Linked DNA regions of Pan troglodytes: region 1 is linked to region 2. The links are chromatin contacts, called in public Hi-C maps. All regions are on one chromosome and are shown on one strand. Each heading gives the region's core, a stretch centred on a gene start, on an enhancer-like site or on the middle of the called end of the contact. The rest is flanking DNA. Distances are from core to core; before and after follow the strand shown. Region 1 overlaps VAT1L (vesicle amine transport 1 like). Region 2 overlaps VAT1L (vesicle amine transport 1 like).

Region 1 (5,811 bases), core at 408-2,907, 71 kb after region 2:
TAATTTCACCAGTTTCTTTTTACATTTCTTGACGTGGTTAATTTGAAAATTTTTAGCCACATTTGTGGTTTGCTTTATATTTATTTTAGATGGCACTGTTCTATTGATTTGCAATGGAGAGGAGAGGCTGATGTGTAACTTACAAGGCTGGGGTAAGGTTGACATCACTAGCCAACTGAGGTGTGAAGGGGTAAGTGCTTGGGCGAGACTGTGAGGTTGAGGGTGGAGGGCAAATACTTAGAAGAGCTCACATCCAAGTCAACAACAGCAAGACAAAGCCAAGGTAGCTCAGGACCAGGGCACTCCAGGAAGGGACCCAGGACGTACAGAGACACAGTGCAGAGAGCCCAGTGAACTTCAGATACATCGTAAGTGGTGGACATGAGGGTGTGATAAAAGGTGAAGAAAAGCAATAAAGCCAGAAAAGGCAACAGTTACCAGCTCCAGAAACATGCAGTCCAGTGCTGTTCCACAGAATTATGTGAGCCACATGCAAAGTTTTAAATTTTCTAGTTTCTAGCCATATTTTCAAAACTACAAAAAACTAATTTTAATAATTGTTATTTCAACATGTAATAAATGTCAACAACTCTTACTGAAATAGTTTGGATTCTTTTTTATGATGATTAAGTCTGTGAAGTCTGGTGTGAATTTTGCACTGACAGCACGTGGCAATTTTTACTAGCCAAATTTCAAATGCGCACTTGCCACATTGACTAGTGGCTATAGTATCAGGCAATGCAGGTCTACTAGACAGTTCTCTTGAATACAATGGGGAAGGGTTTTAAGCAGAAGAGTACTTAAAAAAAAAAAAAAAAAAAAAAGCACCTCTGGTGGTCCCAACGGAGAAGACAAGTCTCCCACGTGCTACTGAGCTTTCTGGAGCCCATCACCACTATCTTCTGGGCACTGTCACCCCCGCCGGGGTGCTTCCACTTATAAACGGTAATTTGGGAGCAATGTCTCTTTTGTGCAGACTTTGCTTTGCCAAGGTGTTATTTGAGAGCAGTTTGGGGTGTTGACAACAGAGGAAGGGGAAGCTGCCCTCTCAGATCCCCCATGGTTCTCACCACCTTTCATATGGGCACCAGAGGCAAGAACCTTGGATGTTTTATCTGTGAAACTGTGGTGCTTAACTCAGCTAATCATTGTGATGCTTAACTCCGCTTATCATCGGGTTTCTCCTCTGTGAAACTGATGCAGACACTTCTAAGAGGCTTGGTGTGTGTGGATAAAAGGAAGCAACTTATGCAAAGGGCCTCATATGGTGGCCTAACAAAGAATTAATCAAGAAGAGTATCATTTCTTTCCTTCAACATTGCCATGAGAAAGGCTCCAAGAGCAGCCTAACAAGAGGATAGAAATGCACACAGCGTGAATAGGAGGTCAGGCTACTTAAATGGCCTCTTGGAAATACTGCTAATCCTTTATCCATCCTTTCCGTAAGGGACTTGAAGGAGTCAGTTCATTTCAGAAAGAAATATCCAAAAAGCATGCAGATTAGAGGCAGCCCTGCAGGGAGCTTTTTCTCCTAGCATCACAATAAGCTTTAACTGGTGAGAAAACAGCTTTTCAGTTTCTCTGGGCTCTGTCTTACTGGAGAGGCAGCTTAAAAGTTGTTCCTAGTCTCCAAGGAGTTTTCAGATGCTAATAACTTGCCAGGGTGATAAATAACTGAATGCTGGAGAGCCATGACGTGAGACACTGCCTACCTCATTCCTTTGCCTTTGAGAGTCAAACAAAGCAGTACGGACTAGGCAGAACTGGGAAAGAGCTTTGGTTTTGAAGTCTGGCAGCCCTGAGTGCCAACCACAATTGTGTCGCAATTAATTACGTAATCTTTGGGTAAATTGCTTCTATTTTTGAGCATCAGGGTACATTATCTGTAAAATGGGGATATATTTTGCAAGGTAATAATTATGTATGTGAGATAAGAATATATTATCTATTATTGCATTTAACTCCCCCACCCCCAACAAACTTAGAGGCACTTATGATCTCCCAGTTTCTGTGAGTGGGGAATCTGGGCACAGCTTAGTTGGTCCTTTGATTCTCACAAGGCTGCAGTCGGGGTGTTACAGGAAAGGGGTCCTGATCCAGACCCCAAGACAGGGCTCTTGGGTCTCACACAAGAGAGAATTCAGGGCCAGTCCACAGTGCAAAGCAAAAGCAAGTTCAAGAAAGTCAAGTGGTGAAACAATAGCTACGCCAGAGACAGAGTAGTGAGTTCCTGAAAGAGGAGGAACACGTTCACCCTGGGTACAATGCTTGTTTAAATGTAGGATAAAAAAAGAGCATGGGCTGGGCGCGGTGGCTCACGCCTGTAATCCCAGCACTTTGGGAGGCCAAGGCAGGCGGATCACAAAGTCAGGAGATCAAGACCATCCTAGCTAACAAGGTGAAACCCCATCTGTACTAAAAATACAAAAAATTAGCCGGGCGTGGTGGCAGGCGCCTGTAGTCCCAGCTACTCAGGAAGTTGAGGCTGGAGAATGGCGTGAACCTGGGAGGCGGAGCTTGCAGTGAGCCAAGATCACGCCACTGCACTCCAGCGTGGGCAACAGAGACTCCATCTCAAACAAACAAACAAAGAAAAAGAGCATGGGGACAGGCTCTGCTACAAGGGTTTGTGATAAAGGATTAATTTTCTTAATTACTGTATTTTGCAAGAATCAATTCTTTTTTTTTTAAAGACAGTCTCGCTCTGTTGCCCAGGCAACAGTGGTTGTGCACTCTGTTGCACAGTGGTGCGATTTCAGCTCACTGCAACCTCCACCTCCCGGGTTCAAGCAATTCTCCTGCCTCAGCCTCCCAAGCAGCTGGGATTACAGGCACCCACCACCACGCCCAACTAATTTTTGTATTTTTAATAGAGATGGGGTTTCCCCATGTTGGCCAGGCTGGTCTTGAACTCCTAACCTCAAGTGATCTTCCCGCCCTGGCCTCCCAAAGCGCTGGGATTACGATCGTGAGCCACTATGCCTGGCCTGATATTATTATCTTTAAAGCAAAATTAGGAATGCTTCTGTTCTCAAGATATCGAGATATCGTTATCAGGACACTCCCAAGTCTGGGTCTGTTTAGTAAACATTATCAATCTGTTCCCTTAACCGTGAGCATCTAGAGGCTAGGAATACCTAACTCTCTGGGGATGCAGCCCAGCAAGTCCCAGCCTCATTTTCCTAGCCCTCACTCAGGACGGAGTTGCTCTGGTTCAAATGCCTCTGACAAAGGTGTCAGCTGGGGCTGTGGTCTCAAATGGGGAAGGGTCTGCTTCCAAGGTCTCTGTGGTCGTTGGCAGGATTCAGTTCCTCACTGGCATTTGGACCGAGGGTATCTGCTCCTCATTGACTGTCGGCTGGGGTCTGCCTTCAGTTTCTTGCCATGTGGACCTCTCCATAGGGCAGCTCACAACATGGCAGTTTGAGTCATCAGAACAAGGAAGCATCAAGAATTAGAGAAAGAGGGACTGCAAGATGGAAGTCACGGTCCTTTATTACCTAATTTTGGAAGTGATGTATCATCACTTTTGCTCTATTCTGTTGCTTAGAAGCAAGTCACTAGGTCTAGCCTATGTTCACGGGGAGGGGATGAGTACCAGGCAATGGGGATGACTGACAACCATTTTAGAAGGTGTCTGCTACAATATATGAAGATTCCCGGTGGGTAGTAGCTATAATGAACAAACGTGAAAACCTTTGAAAAGCAGAGCTCACTACAAAAATAAAAGGAATCTACTGAATTATGTATTAGGGTCAAGAAATTTTAACAATCATATGACACTATTAGTCAGAGATCAGGGCCGGGCACAGTGGCTCATGCCTGTCATCTCAGCACTTAGGGGAGGCCAACGGGGGAGGATCACTTGAGGCCAACAGTTCATGAGCAGCCTGGGCAACATGGCAAAACCACATCTCTACTAAAAAAAAAAAAAAAAAAAAAAAGGCAAAAAATTAGCTGAGCACGTGGTGACGCTTGCCAGTAATCCTAGCTACTTGGTAGGCTGACGTGGGAGCATTGCTTGAGACCAGGAAGTCAAACCTGCAGTGATCTGTGATTGTACCGCTTTACTCCAGCCAAGGCAACAGAGCAAGACCCTGTCCCCCCAAAAATGGGTTGATTCCGATCACTGCCAGGTTGTCCAAAGACTGCATTTAAAAGTGCATTTATATTAAATACTGATTTGATAATATGTTACCAGACTGACGCTAAAGTTAAAAGGCATCCATTTCTTCTACATGATGTTTTATCATATATCCATAGCCCTTTCTAGTTATTTTAGTATATGTGTGTTTTTATGGAGCTAGAGATTAAATATTTTAAATATGCATGTCAGTTCTCATTTAGCAATATTACAACATTTAATTCTGCTATGTAGTCTTTGTAATTAGCTGTATATATCTTTATCTTCTTTAACAGCCACATATCATTTCCTTTCAGTAGACACATGTGAGAGTCATTATTTACTTAATCATCCCCTTATCTCTGGGACATATAAGTTGCTTCAATGTTCTGCCATAAAAAGCAATACTGTAATTGAGTATCTTTTGTGTAATAAGTTTTTTTCCCCATAATTTAAATTATGTCTTTAGGATAAAGTTCCAGAAAAGCAATTAGAATACAAACATTTTAATAGCTGTGTCAAGTTGTTATCCAAATGTGTAGAAGGCTTCGGTTTTCATACAAGCAATCACTGCTCTATCAATCAGCCACAGGGTGAGTTCCTCAAAGGCAGGCACTGTATCTTACTTTTTAATTTTGTTTAACCATAGCATCTAGGCTAGAAGCAACATTTAATGAATATTTTTGGACTGAATTAACACAAATTTTAAACATTTGAGACTTCAGGAAAAATATTTAGGCTAGATCTATTAAAACTTTTTTTTTTTCTTATCAAGAGATGTTGCATTTCCACGCAGATTTCACTGAGATGTGAAGCATGGGCCTGTACCAAGTACCAAGCTCCATGTCGCCCTTTCTGGATTTCATTTAACTCTCATGCCTCCCTCCCCAACCCCACCTCAACAGTTGGAATTCCACATGGCAACAGAATGAAAGGCTCAAAAGGCAAATTGGATTCTGCCGCAACCTTACCGTTTCAGAGGGTCCCAGGAGACACCTGTTGGCCTGGCAAGCCCCCAACATTTGAAAAGAAACAGGAGGCCCTCTTTCCTGGGGAGAATACTATAGTGTTGAGGGGAAACTGCACTTAGATAGAGACAACATTTCCTCCCAATAACCAGAATCGTGAGAATTTTCCTGAGTTCAGTTCAGCCTTGAGTAATGGGTCAATTTAGCCCAACTATGAGTCACAGTTAAATAACACTGAAGTAAGCAGGGCACAAATGACCTTCAGAAAATATCTCTATTGGTCAAAATGTAATCTGACTAATGCACCCTGCCACCCTGCAGCACGTAATTCTGAGAACTCCAGAGAACCTTCCCCCACCCTTTTAAGGAATGTTCATCTACTTATTTCAAGAGCTGTCACCCTCGCTTTTTCGACCCAGAAGATGTTTGCACAAGATCAGTGTGTGTGAATGGCACAACCAGAATGTAGTTGCACCCCAAAGTCCAACATCAACCTCTTAGCCACTAAACTTGAGCCGCAGCGCCCTCTGGTGGTCACTTGACAGTTTGAGTTTTCCAGGCCCCATTTTTAACTGGGGAACATCTCGCCTAACCAGCACCTCTGTTTCTCACCTTTTCGCGCAGGTGAAGGAGGCCATGCAGCGGATTCACGACCGAGGGAACATTGGCAAGTTAATTCTGGATGTAGAAAAGACCCCAACTCCACTGGTGAGTGAAAAG
Region 2 (5,947 bases), core at 2,430-4,929:
CGCTGCAGTTCCCTTTGGGTTCCATGTTTTCCTTGTTCCCTTCCATGCCTAGCTGGATTGCAGAGTGAAGTTTATGATTATGAAATAAAAACTAAATAACAACAACAAAAAAAGCCTCTCCCAAAAGCAGGCTCTGTGTGTTGTGTCATGTACATAGTGGTTTGGAGGGTGAACTGGTGGCAGCTGGTCTGGCTGGGAGGCTGTGGCAATTTTGGGGGCATGAATATAGGTAAGCCACCAACCAAAGTGGGGGTGTGGGATGGGAGAGAATAAACCCATCTCAGCCATTGACAGAAAGGAAATCAGAAATAAAGGACAAAGGGGAAGCAAGAATCAGCAATGACCAAGGGTCTTTTAAGCTGGGAGGTCAGGAACAGGGAAGCCAGCAATGGCATTTTAGTTAGCAGGGATAGACACTGGTGTGAAAAAGTTGATGAGCTTAGATGTGAGTTTGGTTTAAAGTCATACATAGTAGGACATGAAGTGGAGCTGTCCACAGACAAGTCAAATCCTCAACCACATTCAGGTGAGAGAAGACTGGATAATTACTACTACGACTGCTACTACTATTACTACTGCTGCTACTACAGTACAACATTTCTAGAGGATTCGCTAAGTACTAGGCATTGTTCTAAGTGCTTTATGTATTAACTGATCTAAACTTCCCAACATCACAATAGTATCCAGGTATTATTATCCCCATCTTACAGATCGCAAAAATGAGGCTCTAGAGAGATTATACTTGCCCATAGTCCCTGCTTACCATTGAATTTGATGGAAATTTGAACCCCAGGAAAGTCTGATATATAGAAGTTTTTGGAAAGGTATAATGAATAAACTCATTGAACAAAAGAATGAGCAAAATAATGCTACCAGGAAATGCTTGGCATAGCATGTTTATATGTGCCAAGTACCTTGCATTTATTAACTCATTAAATCCTCATGATTACCCCTAGTGGTGATAATTGCTACTCACATTATGATACAAATGAGGGAATGAAGGCATACAGAGAGGAATACGTTGCCCAAGGTCACACGGCCAATGCATGGCAAAACCAGCTTTGAGACCTAGGCAGTTTGGTTCTCAAGTCCATGCTATGGACATTAGCGTCTCCACTATGTTGGGAAAGACCAGAACCCTACAACCCCCGCTTTATTCCTGCATGTCTGTGAATCCTTCGTCCTTGGGCAGAGGATGAGGCATCCACAGAAAGGCAGCAGTAAAGGAACCACCACAGCCATCTGACAGGTCATTAGTGTCAGCTGCTGCTGACAAGCCAGGAAGTCCATAGAGAAACAGCCTTTGGGTTTGGCCCAGGCTCATTGTTGACCTTTCAGAAAGCAGTGTCAGTAGAAAGATGGGGGCAGAAGTCTGAATGCAGAGGTTGGTGAAGGGAAGGTGCAGGGAGGACAGGCCAACAGCCAGCACAAGCCTCCCACCTGGCACTGAACAGGACAAACGCCCGGAACCCAGCCAGGAGGAACAGAGGTCACAGGAGGGCTATTTAGAAAGCCAACTCGTGGTTGCCTAGGTCTGGGGGACTTGGAGAGAATGGAGAGGAACTGCTGATGGGCATGGCATTTCTTTTTGGAGAGATAAAAATGTTCTAAAATTAATGGTAGTGATAATTTCACAACTCTGAATATGCTAAAAAAAATGGAATCATACATTTTAAGTGGGTGAATTGTATGGCATATGAATTATATATAAAGCCAATATAGAGATATCATATATATGCTAAGATAGATATGCTAGTATACACGTATATTACACAAGAGAAAGGGAGAGATTGAAGGGCCGTTTAATGCTGGGATCAGGGGAACTAGGGAGATGGGGAAGAGGCACAGCCTTAGAATCTCTGGATCCCTGGCCTCAATCCTTATTAATATCCTAGCTGTGTGGCCTCAGAAAACCATCCCACCTGGTCCATTCTCCCAGTTTTCAGATGAGCAAAATTGGGCTCCAGAAGCAATTGCTGTGTTTACTGTAGGTCCCTACCCTTCATTTCTTCCTTCCTGCGTGACTTCTTTCCCTTAAGTGGAATTGTAAATTTTTCAGTTCAACATAATCACCCCAGCCACTTGCCCACACACACACATTTCCGATTTCCACGCACATTCTCCCAGCTGGCCTCATGTGTTTTCTGGAGCTCAAACTTACCAGCACTATCACGCCCCCAGGCCCTGCCATGCCCTTGCACCCAGCTCTGCTCTGAGCTGCCCAATGGACCAAAGAAATTAAGGCACAGCTCTGCCTCAGTGTATTCATCTGTGACAGGCTGAATAATGGCCCCCTAAAGATGTCCACATCCTAATCCCTAGAATATTTGAACATGTTACCTCATATGGCAAAAGGGACCTTGCAGGTGTGACTAAATGAAAGATTCTGAGACAAGGAGAATACCCTGGATCATGCAGATGGATCCAATACAATCACAAGGGCCTCTGTAAGAGAGAGGCAGGAGGGTTGGAGTCAGAGGAGCAGATGCGATGGCAGAAGCAGAGGAAGAAGGGTGATGTGATACTGGGAATGGGAAGAGCCTGTAGAAGCCAGAAAAGGCACAAAAATTAAGGAGCCAGCCCTGCTGACACCTTGATGTTAGCCCTAAAGAGACAATTTCAGGCTTCTGATTTGCAGAACTGTAAGAGAATAAATTTTTGTAGTTTTAAGTAAATTTGAGGTAATTTATTGTAGCAACAACTGGAAACTAATACATACCACTAATGCCACTCAACAAATGCTTACAGAGTGCCTGCCTGCTGTGCGCCAAGCACCGGGCCAGGCTTTGCAAACACAGTTGCAAGTGAGAAAGCCTGGGCCTATGCTTAGGGGCAGCCAGGATGGTGGAAGTGAACAGTCAGACAATTATATAAGCAGGAAACGAAGCCTGGAGGAAGAGAGCTGGGCAGGGGTGAGATCCAGGCCTGTGCCACAGCCTGGGCAAAGGCCTGGAAGTTGGAGAGAAAGATGGAGGTTGGCACATTCAAGGACAGAAAAAAGGTTCATCAGGCTGAGCACAGAGTGATGGGGAGGCTGACCTTGAATAGAGGGGAGAGGAAATGGGATAGGAGGAATTCCCGCCAACCGCCGGAATATACCCATCCCTCTGGCCTTACTGGACCACTGTGATTTTCAGAAACCTGAGACTCTGCACCTCCCTGCCTTTGTTCCAGTTGTTAACTTGGCCTGCATGCCCTTCCCTCGTCCTTGTCCTCCTGCAAAATTCCTGGTCACCTTTTAAGACTCAGCCCTGGTGTCGACTCTTCCGTAAAACCATTCCTCCCTCTTGCCATTATCCCAACCCTGAGTTAGGAGGTACTGCTTTTAGATCCCATGGGCTTGCCTCCCTCATTGACATGTGCATGGGCAATTTCCTGTGAAAAATGGAGAGAATAATGCTACCTTCCTTCGGTTTCTATTTAGAGGGATTAAATGACCTAATGTACAAAAGGTACTTAGCTTAATGACTGACAGAGAGTAAGTGCTCAACATTAGCTGTCATTACAGGGCATTGCAAATGCATTTCCCCCAGAGAGTGGAGATATTTCAGGTCAGGGACTCTTGGCAAGGTGCCAAGGGAGGAGAACACAGGATATGCCCTGCGAAAGATTTCTGGGGCCTCAGGGCATGCATTTTCATCAGCCTGGTGCAGCATCTCCCATCAAGGTTCTAAGCAGACAACTTCATCTACACCAGGAGACCAGCGTGTTGCAGAATTAGGCTTATTCACAGCTCAGCACTCCTTGTTAGGAGTCTGGGAGCTCAGCTCTGAATACATTCCTGTTACAAAGAAAATGCTCGTCCTTGCCTTTACGCCTGTCATTCAGATGAAAATACTTCACAAAACTTGATTTCCTTGTGAGCCAGGGACAGAGTCAACTCACACTGCCCTTGGCTGTGTTTTAAAGGACACAGACCAGGATTCTGCTGTTTCCAAAGACTGGAAAGTTTCTATTTGCCTTTGAGGTTGATGGAGAAATTACTTAATATATCTTATTTGCAGAAAGGCAACAGAGGACCAGTTTCAAGATTTTTCCAAGATATCTGTACTGATATGTTAATCACAGATTCTTTATTTGCTAGACTAAGTAGATAACTGTGCTGCAGACCAAGATTCTTGAATCTTGGGACATACATTTAAATCAGATAATGCATGAGTAAAAGGTCACATCCTGGCAGATAAACATGCTGTGGATATTACCACTACCCCCACCTCTGGAATCCACACTTCGGTCTGAGCATCAGTTTCCTCCATTAGAAATGGGGATACTACCATGTTCCTTGTTATTGCATAGGATTTATGATTATTGTGCAATCAACTGAGTCCATATGTGGTGAACTCTTGTACACTGTAAACCACTCTGCTGACACGAGGCATATTATAATGTGCAGAAGCAGGTCTGATTGGATGGGGGCAAATTCTTGGTCCAAAAAACTGGTTTTGTTTTTTGTTTTGTGTTTGAGACAGAGTTTCACTCTTGTCACCCAGGCTGGAGTGGAATGGTGCAATCTCGGCTCACTGCAACCTCTGCCTCCCAGGTTCAAGCAATGATCCTGCCTCAGCCTCCTGAGTAGCTGGGATTACAGGCGACGCCAGCCACCATGCCCAGCTAATTTTTGTATTTTTTAGCAGAGTCGGGGTTTCACCATGTTGGCCAGGCTGGTCTCGAACTCCTGAGCTCAGGTGATCCACTGGCCTCGGCCTCCCCACGTGCTGGGATTCCAGGTGTGAGCCACTGCGCCCAGCCCAAACTGGGTTTCTTAACCCTTCCACTTCCTAGTGGTTTGTCCTGTAGCACTTCATTTTTCTCTTCCTCCTTTTCCTCCCCTATAAAATAGGAACAGCTGACTTTATTTCCCAAAACAGTTGTGTATGAGTTTGCTAGGGCTGTTGTAACAAAGTACCACAAGCCAAGGGGCTTACACAACAGAAATGTGTTGTCTCCGCGTTCTGGAGGCTGGAAGTGTAAAGATCAAAGTGTCTGCAGGGTCTGTTCCTTCTGAGGGTCATGAAGGAATCTGTTTCATGCATCTCTCTTAGGTCTGGCAATCTTTGGCATTCTTTGGCTTATAAGCACATCACCTCTATCTCTGCCTTCATCTTCACAAGGCATTCCCTCTGTGGGCATCTATCTCCAAAATTCCCCCACTTTATAAGAACACTAGTATTGGATTAGGGCCCACCCTACTTCAGTATAATCTCATCTTAACTAATTACATCTCCATAATCTCCATTTCTAAATAAGGTTGCGGTGGAGTTGCTGGGAGTTAGGATTTCAACATATAAATATTTGGAAAAGAGGGGAGGGACATAGTTATATCCATAACAAACTGTGAGTCACATACGATCAAAAACGGGAGATGCCTTGCAAATTATAAAGGGCTAAAGAGATAAAATTTTGCATGAGGGTTAAAAGGGCAAACTCCAGATTAAGTTCAAGTCTCCCCTCCTCCAGTTATAGCTGTGATTTCTTAGGAGAGTGGCTTCATTTCTTTCCTAAGCCTTGCTTTGCTATCTGTGAAATGAAGATGATAGCAGGGCCTCCTCTGTGGGATTGCTGTGGAAATATCATGAGGCTGTGTGTGCAGGGCTTAAGGCATGCCCTGGCACCCAGTACGAGCCAGCCTCTGTTACCAGATCAGAAGGGGTGGGTTGGGTGGGGCCCTGCCTTTCCATCACCTTGCAGTCAAACCTCCCAGAGCTGGTTTCCTCCCTGATGTGCTACTGCTGTGGTGCAAACAGGCTTACCAGTGCCCTTTCCTCGTGCTTGTACTCATTTCCAAAGGCAACTGTGGGAGCTGCTTTATGGAACAGAAGCTCTGAACAGCACAAATGATAAACACATGCTGGTGTTTGCATTCCTCTAACCCTCCAACCATCTAGTCTCTGATTACTAAACTGTTAGCTTGTTTTGGGAGGTTCTGCCAGGAAAGTGCCACGCTCCA

The links. A called contact is a pair of places that touch in the nucleus more often than the background predicts.
Region 1: a contact with region 2 is called in a Hi-C map of stem cell-derived neural progenitor cells, with 1.6 times the contacts expected there. The contact joins two enhancer-like sites. A contact is called at or near these places in 2 of 7 Hi-C or Micro-C datasets (induced pluripotent stem cells and stem cell-derived neural progenitor cells).

Annotation. Positions count from the first base shown.
Region 1 is chr18:76,109,539-76,115,349 of NHGRI_mPanTro3-v2.0_pri, forward strand. It overlaps VAT1L (vesicle amine transport 1 like), which reads left to right. Exons shown (of 9, transcript XM_001139539.8): 8 at 5,716-5,799. Among named protein-coding and RNA genes, the nearest start is that of CLEC3A, 31 kb to the right of the region's middle. Within about 2 kb of position 1,658, at least 9 of the 24 cell types and tissues checked have an H3K27ac peak or open chromatin away from gene starts, as enhancers often do. A contact at or near this core is called in stem cell-derived neural progenitor cells, where this site is marked.
Region 2 is chr18:76,036,477-76,042,423 of NHGRI_mPanTro3-v2.0_pri, forward strand. All of the region lies in intron 7 of VAT1L (vesicle amine transport 1 like), which reads left to right. Among named protein-coding and RNA genes, the nearest start is that of CLEC3A, 100 kb to the right of the region's middle. Within about 2 kb of position 3,680, at least 2 of the 24 cell types and tissues checked have an H3K27ac peak or open chromatin away from gene starts, as enhancers often do. A contact at or near this core is called in stem cell-derived neural progenitor cells, where this site is marked.